Linked DNA regions of Oryctolagus cuniculus: region 1 is linked to region 2. The links are chromatin contacts, called in public Micro-C maps. All regions are on one chromosome and are shown on one strand. Each heading gives the region's core, a stretch centred on a gene start, on an enhancer-like site or on the middle of the called end of the contact. The rest is flanking DNA. Distances are from core to core; before and after follow the strand shown.

Region 1 (3,834 bases), core at 417-2,916, 250 kb after region 2:
GTAGCCTGACATCCTAGCTGGGATCCCAGAGCTGGGGACTGTGTGTCTCCCCTCCCAGGGTGCAGGAGCAGAAGCTGTGGCCTCTTATAGGCAGTGCAAAACCAGTGTGATACTGGAGCAGCTTTTGGTGCAGTGACAGTGGCACCGAGACACCTAGGCAGGGAGGCCACGGACAGCCTCCTGGTGGCCCCAGAACATGCAGAGAACGTGCAATGCACTCTCGGGTCCCAGCTGCGACTTCGACGTGCCGAGAGGATGACAGGGCTGAAGAGGTCTCAGGATTGGATGATCATCACAGAGTTCCAGGAATACGAGGTAGAGGGAGCCTCACGTACAAGTCCCTGTACGTGAGCAGAGGCTGGTGGGAAGAGGGTGGCATGACACCCCCAAAGTGGCAATTAGATGGCTCAGCCCCAGTGAGAAGGACTGGCAATAGTGCAGCCTTGAATTCCATCAGCTCTTACCCTGAAGGGAGTCAACTCTTTCTATTTCATTCTTTCTCTTTCTCCTTCCACCCTCCCTCCCTCCCTCCCCTCTTCCCTTCTCAGAATTGATATAAACTTAGCTCAGTTGATTCTGTTTTCACAGATCGGCGGAAAAATTGTATCTTCCAAATCAAGGTACATTCTGGCACACTGACTTCAGCTGAACTGATGTGAAGAAAGTGCGGTTACTGTGTGTTCATCACTGCACGCAAGCATGGAAGTGGCTCAGTGTTTGATAGAAAAGGCGTCACAGGGAGCGAGTGAGCTCGGTAGCTGTTCCCTAGGCGAGTGGAAAGCAGAGGGACTGGCTTTCCAGCATCACGCCCTTGGCTGGGAGTGGAAGATGGACTCTGAGGGGCTCCCCTTTGGGGTTGTGGCGGCTTCTCCTCTCGGGAGCTTGCATGGAACACATCACATCAGTGAGACTGCACTTTGGTGGTGAAGCAGTATCAATCCATAGACTTCTGGACTTGGCGAGCTCTTGATTATGTAAATCAAGATTGCACCTCAAATCATGCCTCTGTAAATCCTTTGTGTGTGTGGGCGGGGGGTGGGGGGAGGGTGGGAGAGGGGGAAGAGGGAGAGGGAGAGCAAAGCTTTGTGACTTAGAAGAACTGTAAAACACAGCTTTCCTTTGCTATCATTTTAGTAATCCCCTGGTATGAAGGTGAGTTATGTATGTCCCTTCTGGGCAGCTACGGAGGGGCAGACGACTGAGCTAACACGAGCAAGATTCGTGATTCTCAGTAGGTACCATCTGAGTCACCCTAAGTCTTGTTTATAAGCAGAGTTTTGGTGTAGATGTGTCTAAAAGCTTGATAGGTCAGTAACAAATGCATGGTGAAGGAGATACTACTTTTACTGGGTTTTCTTTCAGATTCACAATTGTGAAGAGTTATTTAGATTAGATACTGGCCCATGAGCTGTGTTAATATGAAACCATGTTAAAATCCTGAAATCAACCATCAACCTAACAACCATTCATTGTGTCCAGTTTGACCAGGTTATTAGGCTGGAATATCTATTGTCAGTTTGGCTTCCTCCTTCCAGAAGAAGGGGTCATGCTTTGAACTTGGAATATTTTGGGGTTGTAACAAGGCTTAAATGTGAATTTTGTTTCTATTTTCCTCTCTGCCTGTGTCTCTCGCCCTCTCTCCTACCCTCCTGGTTGTAATTTCAGCAGCCCTACGTTCTCAACATCAAACAGAGGTTAAGGACCGTGTTATTTAAACAAGATGAGTGCATTTGATAATGACCGAGTAAGGAAAGTGGAGGAGGAAGAAAGCAGGGGCGGACGGCAACTCCCAACAGCAGGGCAAGGGGAAAAATGTCTCACCAGTGCCACATTCATAGGTCCACTCTGTAAAAATACTGCTGTCATAACATTATAATTCATCTCCTTAAATTTTTATGTTTCCCACTTTGGAAAACAACTATGTCTAGTATATAATTTTACCCTTTTATTATGACATTTGAGAAAGTAGCCAAGACTGGTTAGGTTTAATTACCCCCATCAAGTTATTTTAGATGTCAGTTTCTACAAGTCATTCACGAAGGGGCAGATGGTAGAAGCCTGTTATTCCAGAATGGCCAGGCTCAGGGAGAGCTAGAGAAAAACAGTGACTCTCTTCTTGGATGTTTGTGGTGTTGAGAAAACATACCCTGAATGTTTGCTTTGGTGATCTCATTGTATGATTTTAGAAGAGCCATCAGCTGATGTGTTTTGTCTGTCTCTTTAAATACTCTTAAGAATGTGGCCCAACTGCATGTTTTCAATCAGAGATAATCAAATAATGAGAGCTGTAGTTGTTTTGAATTTGCCATTTGCTGCTGTTAGTTTCTTCATGGTACTGTCTTGAACTTGGGTTTGAAATGTTAATGTATTCTGATTCCATGACCTCATCTGCATGTGGCAGATGGAGAAATGGAATTTGTACTCTTTGAAAATCTGCATTCCTCAGTGTTCTAAGTTTAGGTAATGATACATCTCTGGACTGTGTCTGTGTTCAGAATGTACTGCATTTGGTCATCTCTGGTCACTAGCACAAACCTTTAATTACTGCCTAAATATAGACACGTATTTTTTTTTTATAAAAGGACATCTTGTGAGTAAAGAATAAAATAAGCACACATATTGAATGGTCTGAGAATGAAACACAAAAATGTATAAAAGTAAGAAAAATGATTCTTTGGGCCATTTAAAATAATGTTGCATACATAAAATAATTAGATTTACCTAAGTTTTTGGTACCATACTGAATAGGATGTGAATGTTCTGAGATTTTACCCTGCTTTCAGACTAGCAAGTTATCCTGCCAAAATTTCATGGATGTTGGCAGAAAACATGAGACTCCCTAGTCAGGGACAAAGAACTATTTGTTATTCACAGCAAAAGCAGTAGGGAGAGGAGCAGCATTTAGCCCGGTTTTCCCAGCCTCAGTCAATTCCTGTTGGGCTACAGAGGGCAGGATGGGTCATGCTGGTCCTCACAGTGGGCTCTGTTACAGGAGTGTGCCACGATGTGGGTATCAGTGTCTGTGTCTTCCGGAGGCCCATGTGTTCAAGACTTGTTCCTGAGGGTGGCGCTATTTGAACTGGTGGAACTTGTAGGAGGTGGGACCCAATGAGGGGTCCTTAGGTCCCTGGAGTGTGCCCTTGGAAGGTAGTTCTTGCATGAATGCTGGAGTTCTCCTGAGCAGGTTGTTGGAACAGCCTGAGTTTGCTTTTCACCCACCCGCTTTGTCTGTGCCTCCCTGCTCACCTCCACGCATGCTCTGCCATTGTCGCCTGCCGCCCTCACAGGGACCAAATCAGTGGGCCACCTCGTCTCACCTGGACCTCCAGATGGTGAAGAAAAGCTGACAGAGGAAAACCGCGTTGAGGGAGTCTGAACCTTAGGCAATAGTCTGTGACTTGGTCCTTGAGAGTTTGTTTTGCTGTTGGAAAGCTGGCCAATAAACAGCTATATCATGTTGTCTTAGGAGGGAAGCACTGTCTCCATCCTTCAAGCCTTTTATCATATGAACACCCTTCAAAATATGCTTTAGGGAAAAGGCAGGTCAGTGAGCCCACCCACCCCCAACATGCGCAGAAACGGCTGGACCCAAGGACGATCACCTCCCAATAGATGCAGTATATAGAAATGTAAGCTTCTGTATTCCTCTGTAATAAAATGAGCTTAACTTTAGAATCTCCATTTAAAAAAAAAAAGCAAAATTTAGATTTGTCGAGGTAAACTGAGTCACTTAGAACTTCACATATTTCTATTTGCTATGCGTTGTAGTTAATTTGGGATTTTCCTACTGTTTTTCTGTGGTCTTCTTGAGTAAAAAGTGGTAGCAAAACCCCT
Region 2 (3,805 bases), core at 447-2,946:
GACCTTTTCCAGGACACTTTTCCCCTCCTGGTACTCGGCCGGTGCGTGTCCCCGCGTGTCTCCTCCTCCTCCTCCTCTTCCTCCTCCCGCCGCCCCCGCCCGCGTCGAGTGGCGCGGAGCCCCGGCTTCGTCTTTTTAATTAGCCGGCGTCGGGAAAGCTAAAAGCAGTAATGAATCGGTGATGGATGGGGAGCGCGGGGTGGGGGGCTCCGCGGGAAGCGCGGGGCTGCGGGCGGGGGCGGCGGGCTCGCGGGGCGGCCAACCACCGCACCGGAGCGGGCCCGCCCGCGTCACGTGCGCGCCGCGGGCTCCATTGGCCGTCGTGAGAGCGAAAATGGTGACAAGGTATCAAGAAAATACTGATCTGGTCTTTAAAAAAACACACACACACACACACACACACACAACCAGTCAGCTGCTGACGGTCTGTCCCCGCGCTCGCCCCCGCGCCGGGGCGGCCCGCACGTGCTGCGGGCTTCCCCCGCACCCACCCGAGCCCCGCACCCACCCGAGCCCCGCGTCCTGGGGTCTGCCCGGGGCGCGGGGAGCCCAGCAGATGTTTTGCAGAAACACCTTATAAACCTTTCCTCAACTTCGCTCCAATTTGTCGGCCGGGGCCGGGGGCTGCTCGGGGGCGTTTGAGGGGCTCCCCACCCCCACACTGCCACCCCACCGCCCTCGTAGGAAACAAAGAACCGTCTCGCGAGCTCCCGGGCCGAGCCCGGGAATAAACACACCGTTGTTACTATTTGTGGGTTTGTTTGGGTTGGGTGGGGCCTTTTTTTTTTTTTTCCTCTCTTCCTTTCTCAATGGTATTTGGAGGGCTTGCTTGCTTTTTTTTTTTTTTTTTAAGAGGTGGAAAAAACGGTCCTCATCACCATTGCACTGGGACACGGGTCTGAGATTAAATTATTGGACACTGGGACGTGGCAGGGGGACAGAGACCCGGCTGGGTCCCCTCCCCCTTCTCCGGGCTCGGCCTGGGGAGGGGGCTGCCCCAGCCGGGACAGCAGAGGGAGGGCGCAGGCGGGCGAGAGGACTGACCCTGTGGCCCGGGACCTGGAGCTGCGTGGCTTCCATCGTCCTGCGGGTTGCAGCCCCGCAAGGGCAGCTCGCTGCAAGTCCCCCCGAGCGCCCGGAGGAGCGGAACTGCGTGAGGTTCAACTCACGCTGCAGCCTCCGCTGGGTAACACGGCTCCCCGGCCCGGGCTGCTGCAGAGGCGCAAGCCGGACCCTGGGGCCAGCTCCGCCTTCCAAGCACTCCCCTGCCTCCAGTCCCCGCTAAGCGCCAGAGAGAGAGAAGAGACACACCACGCAACCGTACTTACGGTCTGTCTGGCACCGAGTTGACCTTTTCCTTCTAACTGCATTGAATGTGTGTGGTGGTGGTGGTGGTGGCGGCCGCTTTATTTTGGAAATTCTAATCTCTTCAACAAATTTATTAGGAAAGAAGATGGACCATCAGAGTGTCACAGACCGTCCTGTGTACTTTTTATAAAAAAAAATGTAAAGTTAAAAAAACAACAACAACAACGAAAAAAATCTTCCCCTCCCTCCCCCTGCCCCCAGTGCCTACACGCGCAACCGGCTTGGTGTGCAGCACCGAAATCTGGGCTGGAACTCAACGCACGCACACGCGGGGGAGCGCAGCAGAGCGAGCTCCCAGCCGCTGTACCTGAAAGGGACTTTTCTTTGTTCGCAGTGCCCTTTCGCATCGGGCCAATCAGAGAGCAGCTTTTATGAAACCGGGCCCTCCGATTGGCCGGCTGCTTTCTCGGGGCTACTGGAGGGGGCCGAGAGACACCCGCGTATAAAGCACACCCTGGGCGCGGGTGGGGTGCGCCGGGGGGGTGGGCTGTGCAGACAAAGCGCTTTCTTTTCCAACCAGATCGGGGGTGAGGAACCTCCCGCAGGAAGAGAAAAAAAAATGACTGCCTCATTCACAGAAAACACTTATTTATTAAAACACAGCTCCAACAGGCTGCGAGGCCAGGCTGCCGGTAAATGCAAGGGTGAGGGTGTGCAGGACGCAAAACGCGGTCGCTCGCGGGCAGCGGGAAGCCGAGGAGCGGCGAGCGCCCGGGGGCCGGCCCTTCCCGGCTCCGGGGGCTTGTAGCCCCGGCTCCCGACACGGATGCTGCGAGTCGCGGCTCGGGCCTCGCACCCTCCCCCACCGCAGGGTCCAGCCTGCAACTCCCCCCCCCCTTTTTTTTTTTAACTCGCTGATTAAATAAGAAAAATCGATTCGGGGGTAGAGGCGGTGGTTGGGGGAACCAGTAACCCTTTTGTTGCCAGGCTCCTGGTCCTCGAGCGCTGGCAACCATTGCAGCGCCACTCTGGGAAGAGATTTTCCCTGAACAAGGCTTTTCCACCTGGTCTTAGGCGGCTCCAAAAAAAAAAAGGCTGAAAGATAAAATAAAGCCCCAGCCAACCGAATTAACGCCAAAGGCCAGGATTATTTTTTTTTTAAATGAAAATCGATGGGTGGTAGAGAAATATTCTAGGCAGATTAACCCCTTAGACAAACCCAGGTGGCAATTTTTCAGTCGCCCTATCCTCGCCCCCAGATCTGTAACCCTATCTCGGGGTGGGGGTTAAGTCCTGGAAAGACCGGGACTGCAGCCCCTAGACAGGGAACTTCCTCTGGATTTATGGTGGGAGGAATGCCAGCAGCCGAGTTAATGGGACTGTGAGGTCACAGGATAAGAGAGGTTAATATGAAATAACAAGTTGAGCATTTTACTGTAATAGCTGTTCCAAGGGTACCTAAGCTAACGTGTTTATATATTTTAAACCTTTAGACCACATTTTAAATATTTCATTGCAATTTCCCATTCTTTTCTTCGGGAGATGGAATGTGGACATCTTAAAGCCAGAAAGTGCTGCGAATTTAATCAAAGGCATCAGGATCCCAGGTTTTGAAGGGGCGGGTACTGCTGGGACGGTAACTTCCACGGGACAGTGGAGGTGTCTACCTCACAGGGACACACAGAAGGCGTCAGTGCTGCCAGAAGAGGACCTGTGACTCCCGTGTTCAGCTGTGACTTTGTGGATGGTTATGTCTCGTATCTTAAGCAATGGCTACTGACTCACCTCTGAGCTTTCTATATATTTAGTCCATAAAAAAAATTGCCAATTAGCTGTTTCACTTCCTTACATGAACTAGATTTGACATCACAGGTTGTTACAAACAGCAGTCTCCAGCCTTTATTGGGGTATTTAAACCAGAGGAACACCATCTATAGGTCTTTAGATCTCCCCCAAGTCTATCTGTATTCAAATCAAAGCTGTACATTAAATGAAAGGGGACAAATCAGGTATCTGATATCCACTTATCCTTCATTTTAACTTTGATGTTTGTTTTATGTTCTGGTGTGCCCAGGTTTTTACATGCATGCATGGCCCATTGATGATAACAAAGCACCATATGGTGGTATTTTTTTTTTTTTAACTTTTTTCTTTGAGAAGACTAGTTTCTCAAAGGACCAGATCACTCTTGGGCACTTCCTGAGTCCCTGGGGTGTCATCTACATTTCAGCCTTTGGAAGCCGATGGCTACTCCATATGTTATACTAGTTTAGAAAAATCAATGACTGGCTCTTAAAACAACAGGACTTCAAAGGGCATTTGGAAAAAAAAAAATGAGACCTAGTGAAGTTGGAAAAGGGCCTGCCACATAGATTTAATATAACTACAACCAAGCCATGTCCTCTATACCCAGTCTGATCTCCCCAGACCCCAAACATCACACCTCTGCATAAACCCCACTGGCCAAAACTGCAGGACAAGTACACAACTCCAGCCC

What was found. Hi-C and Micro-C count contacts between places; a contact is called where the count stands out from the background.
Region 1: a Micro-C map of ear pinna shows a contact between it and region 2, with 3 times the contacts expected there. The contact joins the enhancer-like site here to the promoter of ZNF608 in region 2. A contact is called at or near these places in 3 of 6 Hi-C or Micro-C datasets (ear pinna, embryonic fibroblasts and skin fibroblasts).

The regions. Positions count from the first base shown.
Region 1 is chr6:14,527,850-14,531,683 of mOryCun1.1, forward strand. All of the region lies in intron 1 of LOC138850050 (a long non-coding RNA gene), which reads left to right. Among named protein-coding and RNA genes, the nearest start is that of ZNF608, 250 kb to the left of the region's middle. Within about 2 kb of position 1,667, at least 2 of the 8 cell types and tissues checked have an H3K27ac peak or open chromatin away from gene starts, as enhancers often do. A contact at or near this core is called in ear pinna, where this site is marked.
Region 2 is chr6:14,274,197-14,278,001 of mOryCun1.1, forward strand. It overlaps ZNF608 (zinc finger protein 608), which reads right to left and starts at 1,697. Exons shown (of 10, transcript XM_070076059.1): 1 at 1,577-1,697; 2 at 1,329-1,488. The coding sequence starts at 1,370.